Regions from separate parts of the Xenopus tropicalis genome. Here regions 1 and 2 are each linked to region 3. A link is a contact called in public Hi-C data. All regions are on one chromosome and are shown on one strand. The core of a region is the stretch at or near the end of the contact, and the rest is flanking DNA. Distances in the headings are between cores, read along the strand shown.

Region 1 (3,245 bases), core at 162-2,661, 550 kb before region 3:
TAAAATAATGGCTATGCTAAATGCTAATTTCCCCTAGCTGTAGAATGCAAGATGATTTCTTTATTTTCCTGAACTGATTTACCTGTCATTAACAATTAACTTTGCGAGGAACAGGGGAAAAATATATTATTAGATACAACTTGGTGACAACCAGGATTGTTGGTCAGATAATATGGGCAATACTGATCTAATCACAGAATGACTATAATAACTATGACTGGTCCAGGGTATGATGATAATTATCGTTATTGTTAGTTGTATTGTTAGTACTTTTGTACTAATTATCTCCACCCGAATTCCCATTTCTTGGTGATACTGTGCTGGCAAATAGGGTCATATTTGCTGGAAGTATAGGTCCCCATGGACTCCTATTTTTAGAACAGTGTGCCCCCTACAGGTCAAATTGCAGATCAGTCTTGTAGAAACCTGTCTGCATGGGAGGAAATATTCGTAGGCGCCTTGTGTGTTTCTTTTTGTGCATTGTGAAATTGCACTGAAGAGAAAACAGTCTCTTATGATTCTAGCTAATTGGGGTTGTCGATAATTTAAATGATGATAGCTCAGTATCACCTACATAATTACTCCTTCTGCATAGGCACAGCCAATGCTATTTATAAATATCAGAAGTGAGACATATTAATTTATCCCTTTTGAAAAAATATTACATGTGAAACTAAATTTTAAAATTTTAAATTTTATTCACTCGGTTCCGCATAATATGCAAATATCACTTAAGCTGTACCTCTAAATCAAGCCAAGCTTTACCATACGCCAAACACTAACTCCTTTTAGACTTGTGCTTCATATACACAGAAGTTGGTCGCAGTGAGGATAAGAATAAATAATATAACTAGTAGGAATTTTAAGTTTAAGTGTATGTACTGTATATATACACACTGTATAACCGAAGTATATAAGAGCTGATACTAGGTGTATATGTGACTGCCATTTATACAGACTGAGAAGGGGACAGACGCTATAAATTTAATACCAATAACTCGAGCCTGTTCTAACTGAAACAATAAGCAGATATATAGTGATGACTAGGCAGGAAGACAGACTGTAGGTAACAGACAGGTCTATAGATGCAGAGAAATCCGTGCTGTGTGTAGCAATAGCTGTACAAGTGCATAGGGCGAGCAGCAAGTTGAACAAGTGCGATCCTTCCCCTGCTAGCGATCCCCGGCTAATGCACAGCCAGGAGAATTACTTACATTACAGAAGCCTGCAGCTTACAAGTAGGGATGGGGCGGGGGAAAGGGCGGGGCCGCCAGGATATGCAGAAGAGGTAGCGATGATGGACAGCAGGGCTTTCCAATGCGACTCTGAAAACTCCGGCTTTGCTTCTTCCCTCTGCTACCGGCTTCTCCCACTTTATACACCCCTGTCCCACCCAATAAGCAGCGAACTCCTCCCTGCCAGAAAAAAAGTCCATCCTGGCAGCAGGCGCTGGGGGAGCTGGCTGGCTGTGGGAGCTCCATATGCAGCAGCCACTTTGTTGAGCACCTTGATCACTCTGCTCTGCTTCTCCTTCCTGTGAGCCTCTCTCCAGCTCATGATCTGCTTCTCCCCTCCATCACCCCTCTGCGCTTATTCTCTGATTGGATTTCTACCTATCCATGATCACACAGAGAGCAGATTGATCTGCGGCTGGTGGGTGCCCCAGAGGGGAGGGGTGGAGGCAGGACACTTTTATTTCCTTGCATGAGTGAGGACAGAAGCGAGAAGGCACAGCTGAGCGAGAATAAGGGCAGAAAACACTGTCGTTATTGACCTGCCCCCTCCCCTTTTCACCCTGATCCGTGTAACTCAGTCAGCTCGGTGATTCTCTGCTTCTGCACCCGGAGCTGCCATGTCCTATCCTCAGGGTTACCTCTACCAGCCTCCCGGCTCCCTAGCGCTCTACTCCTGCCCGGCGTACGGGGCTTCAGCGCTGGCCGCCCCCAGGAGCGAGGAGCTGGCCAGGTCATCGTCCGGCTCCGCCTTCAGCCCCTACCCGGGATCGGCTGCCTTCACTGCCCAAGCGGCCACGGGCTTCAGTAGCCCCCTGCAGTACTCCAGCGACCCGGCCGGATTCCCTTCTTACATGGTAAGAGCCCACTGTCCTGTGGGACCTTTCCCCCAACTTCCCTGCCAGCTCCCTTGCCTTTTCCTTCATTTATGCATTTTCTCCTGTGCCCCAACATTACAACTTTCCCGCTGCCCAATCTGAGTGCATTTAACTTGGCAGTCTCCCTTTGTGTTCGTGGTCTCCTTTCTGTAACTCTTCCCTCTCAAGTCCTGTATCGCCGATTTCTCAGTATTTTTGTCAGCATTTCCCACCCTCCCTGAGGATGCCATGTCTCCCCCACATCTCTGCCCATGAGCGATCCACGTACAGTATTATCTTGCCATTCTGACTTTTAGAATCATAGGAAGCTCTGGCAAATATTATATATCTATATTATTATCGTTGTAAAAATTCGAGCGTATGGTTTGTATGGTGTAGAGTGCGTAATGGTTTTATATTTTGTTTGGGCATGTTATTTTGTATAGTAAAGTATGTATCAAAGTATCTAGACAAGAAAACATTTCATTGTTTTTTTACAGAGAGTCGATCTGTAATCTTTCTGAAAAATAATTCAGTGGTTATTGTTGAAAAATAAATATATATAAAAAAAAAATCGCAAATATATATATATATATACACACACACCTACCTACTGTACAAACTACGCTGCGGACATAGCAATTGCTCTAGTTATTTCCACACGTTGCAGTGGGATACTTAACAGTTTAAGTACATTATGATAATAACAAATGGGGTGAGATCTCTTCAGGCTTTTGCAACTTATCGAGTTACTTACAGGGTATCTTTAACTTTCCTCCATTATGCAGGCTTAAATAAAGGCAATTTAAACGTTAAATAGCGAATTAAAATGCAAATTGCATGGCATTTGAACAATCCGAAGTCATGCATATCTTCTGATTTGCAAATTGGATTTACAATGCATTAGATCGGTGAATTGCTCAGAGCTGCTATTGTTTTATTTACCAGCCAGGAATAAAAGAGTTCTTCCCTCTGATCTGAGCTTAAAGATTTAATACTAGTAAAAAAAAAAAAAGGCTATACTACTACCTGTAGATCCAAATAGAAAATAGAATATGTGATCTAATTATCTTTTATTTTTAAAAGGCACCATTCAGACACTAGCATTATTAGAACCGGGGAGTTGGTTAAATTTAACACAATGACAACAGCTGTG
Region 2 (3,524 bases), core at 22-2,521, 980 kb before region 3:
ATTATAAATAAGTAAAACACATTATGGATTTTGCCTAATGCAAATATGATGTCCGAGTGAATAAACACACACATATGCGCACTGTGCACAAAGGGCTACAATTATTTTAAGGAGAAGCCCCCGCTGTCATTAAAAGGTCACAGTCACATCTATTGTTACGAGATTATTTTTACATGGGACAATAATAAAACTATTTGCCCACAACAATTTCCCTCACTCTGCATCTAGCACACCTGAGTATTAGAATGGCCATTTACTGGATGGAGTACAGACTTGTCAGTATTTACTTTAAAGCACAGGATATTACACCAGTTAGGCGCAATGGAATCAGGGATGCGTTTATCGGACAACGATTTTGGTATTCGCACCATTTTCTGCTGCACTCAGTAGAAGCTCGCAGAGTTATCGAGGCGGCCCTTGAAATTTGGAGGTGAAGTCCCTGAGAAGCTTGTAATCTATCGTGCAAAAAGTACGACCTTTACCAAGTCAGCGATCTGTTGCTTGCCTTGGGCTGAACTTAGCTGTCTGATTGTGAAATCAAACGTATGTAGTACTCACAGTCTTTTGCTGTCAGGGGGTGCTGGGAGTTCTTAAGGGGCTACAAGTTACACATGAATGCAATTTAGCTACTGGCTGCTACTTACCATTTGGGAGAAAAGGGTGAGATCGGTGGTGTAGGGTAGAAAGGCGCTGTAGTTGGGAGCGCTGTAGGGGCTGGCATACATGCCCAGCACTGAGGTCACTGCCGCGGTAGAACTGCTGCCCAGATCAGCTCCTGTCGGCCTTCCGGATCCGGCTGCTGCTGCTGCGGCCGCTGCTGCCGCTGCCGCGGCCAAAACACCCGGCCGTTCGCCTCCATAGACTGCAGCCTGGCCAGCGCTCAGGTACTGGGGGTAGCCCAGCTGAGGGAAGGACATGTCTCTCCGGCAGGGAAATCGCTGCCACTCCGCGCACAACAGCAAGTACAGGAGAGAAGAAATGTATCTTAAAGGGGAGGTAAAAACTGATCTAAATAAAAAAAAAAGAGCGAATTGGTCAAGGACGGGGCCAAAAAGTGAGCAGTAGAAGCGGAGTCCCTCTCCCACTGTGCGCGTTGTACAGAGGGAGCTCGGATGAGAGAAAGGGACGAGGTGTGTGGATTCGTTAGGGTGTCTCAGTGTGTTTTTTAGCCCCCTCAAATCTCTGCTCTTCTGTGCTTCTAAATCCCTTAGATGTGATCTGATCAACAATTGAGCTCCAACTGATGTGTCTGCCCTTAGGTCCTGGGCTGATCTTTCAGATACAATTTGAAGTTGATGCTTTGATTGGCATCCACTTGAGCTGCAGGCCCCTCCCACTTTAGAGCATGTGGCCTGAGCATTGGCTGGGGCCACTTCACTCTGGAACAGAAAGTGGATGTTTGTGTGTGTGCAAGTGGATGTGAGTAAGGCTCCCTCTCTCCCCCTTCCCTGGGTGCCTGGACTGTGGATTTCATGTTTAGCAATGGGCTCCTTTCAGAGAAGCCCCCACTGCTGTATGACAACCTGTCTACACGATTTTACAGCTGTCCGACATTGGGGTTTGCTGTTTTCTGCCCATAGTGTGTCCCCTTTTAACAGAAACAACTGCGCTGCTGTGTTCCCTTTACTGTGCAGTCTTTATTGAGAAGCCATAGCAAAGGGGAAAATTCCAGATTACATGATTTAGATATGTAGATTCCTGACTAGGCAGGTAGACAGACAGACAGACAGACAGCAGTGCATTAAGGGAAAGGGGACGCTTGATAAAAAGTGGAGACTGCAGGTAACAAGGGGCTCCTTTTTACTTTCATACAGTGGGAAAGATTGAATTTTCCCAATATTATTTATTTTGTGGTGTGTGCCAAAATCTTTTTTTACCCTCGTGTGACAGTACCAGAACCTGAGTATATTAAGAATGTAGCCTTCGTGCTGCACATGATTTATGCTATCACGGTGGTTTATGATTGATGACTTGAAACAAAATATTCAATGATTTTAACAAATTAAAAGTGGAATTAATCTATATTGGTATCTTTTGTGTTACACACATACACGTAGCATAGCAAATATGCTTAAAACATGCCACGTATTTAAATGATCTCATTGTTTAAAAAAATAAAAATTAACAGAAAATTCGTGGTTATTAACATTATTTACCTGTCAGTATATTAATGTTTGGAAAATGAAATCATATACACTTAGGAAAAACATGAGATAACTATCATATATCTATCTATCATCTATATGTCTATCTATCTAGCTATATATCTATCTATCATCTATCTATCATCTATCTATCTATCTATCTATCTATCTATCTATCTATCTATCTATCTATCTATCTATCTATCATCATCATCATCTTTCACCAGTGTATGTTATCTACGTACCTACATATAATGACCACATGATTTTACCATGTAATAATTTGATATATGATTTAAAATACCATGTTAAATATGTTAAAACCATACGTATACAGTATGTGTGTATCGGAACACATGGAGATATCTGCGTTAGTCAGTTTTATTTAACTTAATATTTAACTACTTAGCAATCAATATAGCAATTTTTGTTTGTGGGTAGACGTGTATATGTGTTTGCGAGTTTATAAGTTTGCAAATAAAGTTAAGGGCACCATGCTCCCAGTGTCTCTTGTTTATTCTCAGTACTGTAAGTACTTAGCAGCCTGGCTTTCTTTCAGTTTGTACAGTTGGTCCCTAGACAGGTATATAATATGCATATCATTTTCTGCCCTTTAATCTGTTGGAACACCTAATTCTATTAAATGTAATAGTTGTGCGAGCTATGCACTCGCAGATTCCTACTTGCATTCAAAATTTAAAACGCGAATTTTCTAGGTATTGGTAAACATTGTTTTTGTTTTTTGTTTTTTTTACAAATAAGCTAATTTATTTGAAATTTGAAAAAAAAAAAAAAAGATTTAATTTATCTCTTATCTGCACTATTCAAATGTCCAATGACACCTTCTTTGCAGTTCAATCTCTGCACTTCTAAGCACTTAAAAGTACCAAAAGTACTAGGATTAACACAGAAAATGACATGGGTGTTTTGCAAACTGAAGTGTCACATTACAGTAGGGTTCCAGGTAAATAAAGGTGGAATCAGAGCATTGACACTTTGAAAATCGTCTTAACGTTTTAAATATTGGTGGAATGTTCATCCCAGGAGCTTAGGGAATGGCAGGTCTGAGCGTTCCTCTTCCCTCTGCTTCTATGCAGCCTGACACATCTCCTTGGGGTGCGGGATCACAAATCTGTAGGTCTGGGAGGAACTCCCGCACTTTCCTAGGGGACCCATAATTGTCACTCTTCAAATTGTTTTACTTCTCCCGTTATTTTCAGCAAGATTTAAGAGCTAACATCCTGCTTTGAGTCAGAATAACTTCTGCACCCACGTTTATATGCCCCAATATCTGCTCAGTCCAGACAAGTTTAATAGAAGCGGGTGACATGCAAAACCCCCCTTGTAGATCTGAAATTGTCTATTTTCCAGCACAATAAG
Region 3 (3,752 bases), core at 610-3,109:
CTGCATTTCAGTGGCTCTATCATGTGTGCTTGCAGGGGCCACAGAGAGCAGATTTAGAAATCTATCCTGCAATAGATTCTAGTTGCTGATTACAGGTTGTGTCAGTTGTGTGTCGTGTTGTGTACTATGGAGTGTTTTACAGTACTTTTGTTATATCATTTAATTTGCCCTGCTTTGTAGTATAGTTGTGTGTTATTGTGCATGTGTCTGTGATGGTGTGTCCTATTGTGGTTTCTCAGACCATTTTGGGTGACCCTTCTAATCGATTTGCTGTTTGCACCCTGCCGTGTTCTCTTGATAAATAACATCCAACTTGACCTTTTCCATTCACTGATACAGAGCAGGAAGGCGATCTCTGCCTGTCCCTCCTGCGCTTGCTCACATCCATTCCTTGCCCAGTCTGATACCCTTTCACTGCTAGATACTTGGTACATTTGCAGTGCCAAGTCTTGAGGACTGGGATATTTACTATAATAATCCTTTGTACTTCTGAAAAACTGCCTGTTTAGTATATGGTTTATTTAGAGATAAGTGAAAGCAATAATGAGCTGTGGTTGTAGATCTGGCTTGAAAGTTGGGAGTGGTAGGAGTTAAGCATGGGGCAGAACTCTTTAATGTGCCAAGCGCAGTTTATTAGGTGTTTGGAGATACAGAATGGATTAGTACATTACTCAAACACTCGGCGCTCCCCATAGAAAATGTTAGCAGTAGGCTCCGTCTCTCCTGGCCCTTGTCAGCCTGTCATCCCTGGTGCTTGTGATGGTGATGGATGATCTGGGCTGTGCTCTATGGGCCCCGTCTCTGTAGCTACATTCCCATTTCTATTCACAGATTACATGGGACTTTTCAACATCTCTTGGTGGGGGGGGGGGGGGGGGGGTGCTCTAGCATATTTGTTGCTTCCGAAATAATGGGACATAGATATATTTTGTGTGTTGTTTCTGGATTCGTTATGTAATGCTTCTTTGGCTGCTGTGTTCCAATTACTTGTTTCCCAAGGTCCCTCACACATGTAGGGTGGCAGTGCGCTCATTCATCTACTAGCTGGGATCTTATCTTTTATGCCTGGGATTGCCCTCAATTATGTCTGTGCCAAAGGCTCTGGGTTTTTGTGTAACATAATAATTTTATACTCTAAAAAACTAAATGCATGTTTTGAGAGCCACTTGGCTGGAAAAGTGTGGTAAATAGATAAAAATGTGCTGATTATATGGGTATGTTAAGAGCTAATCTGTTCAAATCATTGAATAATTAGTAAAATAAATGAATAGTATAATAAAAAAGAATGGAAATGGAAGGAAGTGTAAAGATGGATAGTTGATAATAAAGATGGATGATGTTGATAGATGAGGGATAGAGAGATGATGATAGATGATAGATAGATATAGATAGATAGATAGATAGATAGATAGATAGATAGATAGATAGATATAGATAGATGATAGATAGATGATAGATGATAGATAGATAGATAGATAGATAGATAGATAGATGATAGATGATAGATAGATAATAGATAGATAGATGATGATAGATAGATAGATAGATAGATGATAGATAGATGATAGATAGATGATAGTTGCATTGTGAATTCATGTTAAATGTGTAGCAGAGCAGGCAGGTAACTGAGCATAGACATGTTACCTGTGTGGGCAGGCTCTAGCACACAGCGCTAGTGAGGCAGTTTCAGCCAGTCGCTAGAACTCTTTATGTCAGTATTGCTAAAAGAATGACTGAGCGCTAGAATCAGGGAGCTGCTCAAGTTGCAGGCAAGTTGCAAGTTGAATGTGAGCGCCCAGACGCTGGTTTGCTGGGGCAGAGCAGCGCTCAGTGGAGCTCTCAGTGTAACGTCACACAGCACAGAGCGCTAGTGATTGCGGCGCCTGGGGAGTGAGTGCGCAGTCAGGTGTAGCGCTACACACAGACATGCCTGCATCATTTCTGGCCAGTCACACCGTGCGGGCATCAAGCAGCCTCCAGTCTACGGGAAAGCCAGCGGCAAGACGCTGTTAGCAGTCCGCGCCCTGTACAGGTAATATAACCTTTTTTTGTCCCTTTCTAATGAAACAGTGCTGATCGGAGATTGGAAGGAGTAAATCACAAAGGAATGGTAGCGCAGGGTACTCTCCTTATGCCTATGTACAGAGATGATCATGTAGGTGTAACTACCTTCTGCATTGTACTTCTAAAGGGATTCCCCTGAAATGGGCAGCTTCTGGGGTGGAACTTTAGTGGACTTGGGGAAAAGCTGACTAGTTCGTGTGATTCATGTGTCTGTCCTGGGAAACGTTGCTCATATAACTTGTGGGGAGCTTCTTTGGCTCAAGGCTGTTGCTGGAATAAACACTTTTATGTTGCTAAAGCAGTAGTACCAACCAATGCGTAAACTGGGCGGTAGCGATTATTTACCAACTGATGCTAATAAATGTGTAACCTCTATTCTTTTAATGGTATGCTCTCTTGTTTCGCATTCATTTGGTTTTGACTGCGAATTAAGTCTGTGGAATTTTGAAATAACAGTACAGTTCTACGTTACGCAGTGGGACAGCAGCTTGTACATACTCTGAGGGATCCCTGATTTTTGCGCTTCCGTTGTAGGTCTGAGTTTCAACTGATAAAGTGTGTTTGGCTCGCAATCATCCAAAGCCAGAGAATGGCATAGAAATGCCCCTTAGCATTAGGCTGGAGGATAACCCGTCAGCAACCACAGGGCCACCTGGATCAGGAGATTGGTCAGAGGAAATGACAGAGCTTGCACACACACTCCTCTGCACATTAGGAAGTACTTCACTGGAAGTTTACCTATTATGTCTATACAGACAGATTTTCATTAAAAAGTAAACTTTTAAAACATGTTAAACAAATATATTGATTACAGAAAAAAAAAGTATTTGCTTTCAGTGTTAATGGTTCATTGGGGTCCCAGTTTAAAACCCGCCTCATTGGGAATAGAATACTTTCAATTCCTGGATGGGTCTTCTCCTGTGTGTCATTGTTATGTAGATCAAACTGTTTGTGGCAGGACAGGACACATTAAAATGGCAATGCTGTCAACTGAGTTGATTACATGGACTATCCTGGAAAGTGAATTGTATTAAGAGTATCCTTATAATATTGTAGCTGTTTTTCACTTCAAATGGCAAGTGCATACAGCTACGGAAAAAACGATATTTATTTTTATCTATCTATCTATCTATCTATCTATCTATCTATCTATCTATCTATCTATCATCTATCTATCTATCATCTATTTATCATCTATCATCATCTATCTCTATCTGGCTATCTTATCTATCTACCTCTGTTTCTCTAGCTATAAGACAAACACGTTATTCTTCATTTAAAGAGTCTGTCACCAACATTGTTCCCTGTTTTCTTTACTTTGCTGTTACCTTTCATAGAAAATTATACCAATTATGGAATAAGAAATGAAATATAGTAGACCTCAAATTTATAAGGGCAAATACACAGTTGAAATAGCCTTAGCAATAGAGATATACAAACACCTTCAGTATTTTAAATAAGGTGGTCAAGTTGAGAAGAAAACAAAGATGTAGCGATTTTTATCTTAGTTAACTAGCGTTTACTTGCGTTTAACCAAGCGACAATACAAAAGTATCTTCGCCTGTAAATTAGAGCAATTAGGCGGCACATATTATATTATGTATACAGTGGTCTCCAGATAGTCATCAATCACCCTCAATCGAGCTGTCAGGGTGGGCAGATTCGTTCCTGGAAGGCAGTCTCCCAGC

The links. A called contact is a pair of places that touch in the nucleus more often than the background predicts.
Region 1: a Hi-C map of gastrula embryo shows a contact between it and region 3, with 2.0 times the contacts expected there. The contact joins the promoter of irx2 here to the promoter of irx4 in region 3. A contact is called at or near these places in 3 of 5 Hi-C or Micro-C datasets (brain, gastrula embryo and neurula embryo).
Region 2: a contact with region 3 is called in a Hi-C map of neurula embryo, with 2.6 times the contacts expected there. The contact joins the promoter of irx1 here to the promoter of irx4 in region 3. A contact is called at or near these places in 3 of 5 Hi-C or Micro-C datasets (brain, gastrula embryo and neurula embryo).

Annotation. Positions count from the first base shown.
Region 1 is chr6:67,765,454-67,768,698 of UCB_Xtro_10.0, reverse strand. irx2 (iroquois homeobox 2) reads left to right here and starts at 1,411. Exons shown (of 5, transcript NM_001008112.1): 1 at 1,411-2,089. The coding sequence starts at 1,853.
Region 2 is chr6:68,197,269-68,200,792 of UCB_Xtro_10.0, reverse strand. It overlaps irx1 (iroquois homeobox 1), which reads right to left and starts at 1,271. Exons shown (of 4, transcript NM_001201422.1): 1 at 645-1,271. The coding sequence starts at 917.
Region 3 is chr6:67,213,922-67,217,673 of UCB_Xtro_10.0, reverse strand. irx4 (iroquois homeobox 4) reads left to right here and starts at 1,859. Exons shown (of 6, transcript NM_001276692.1): 1 at 1,859-2,032.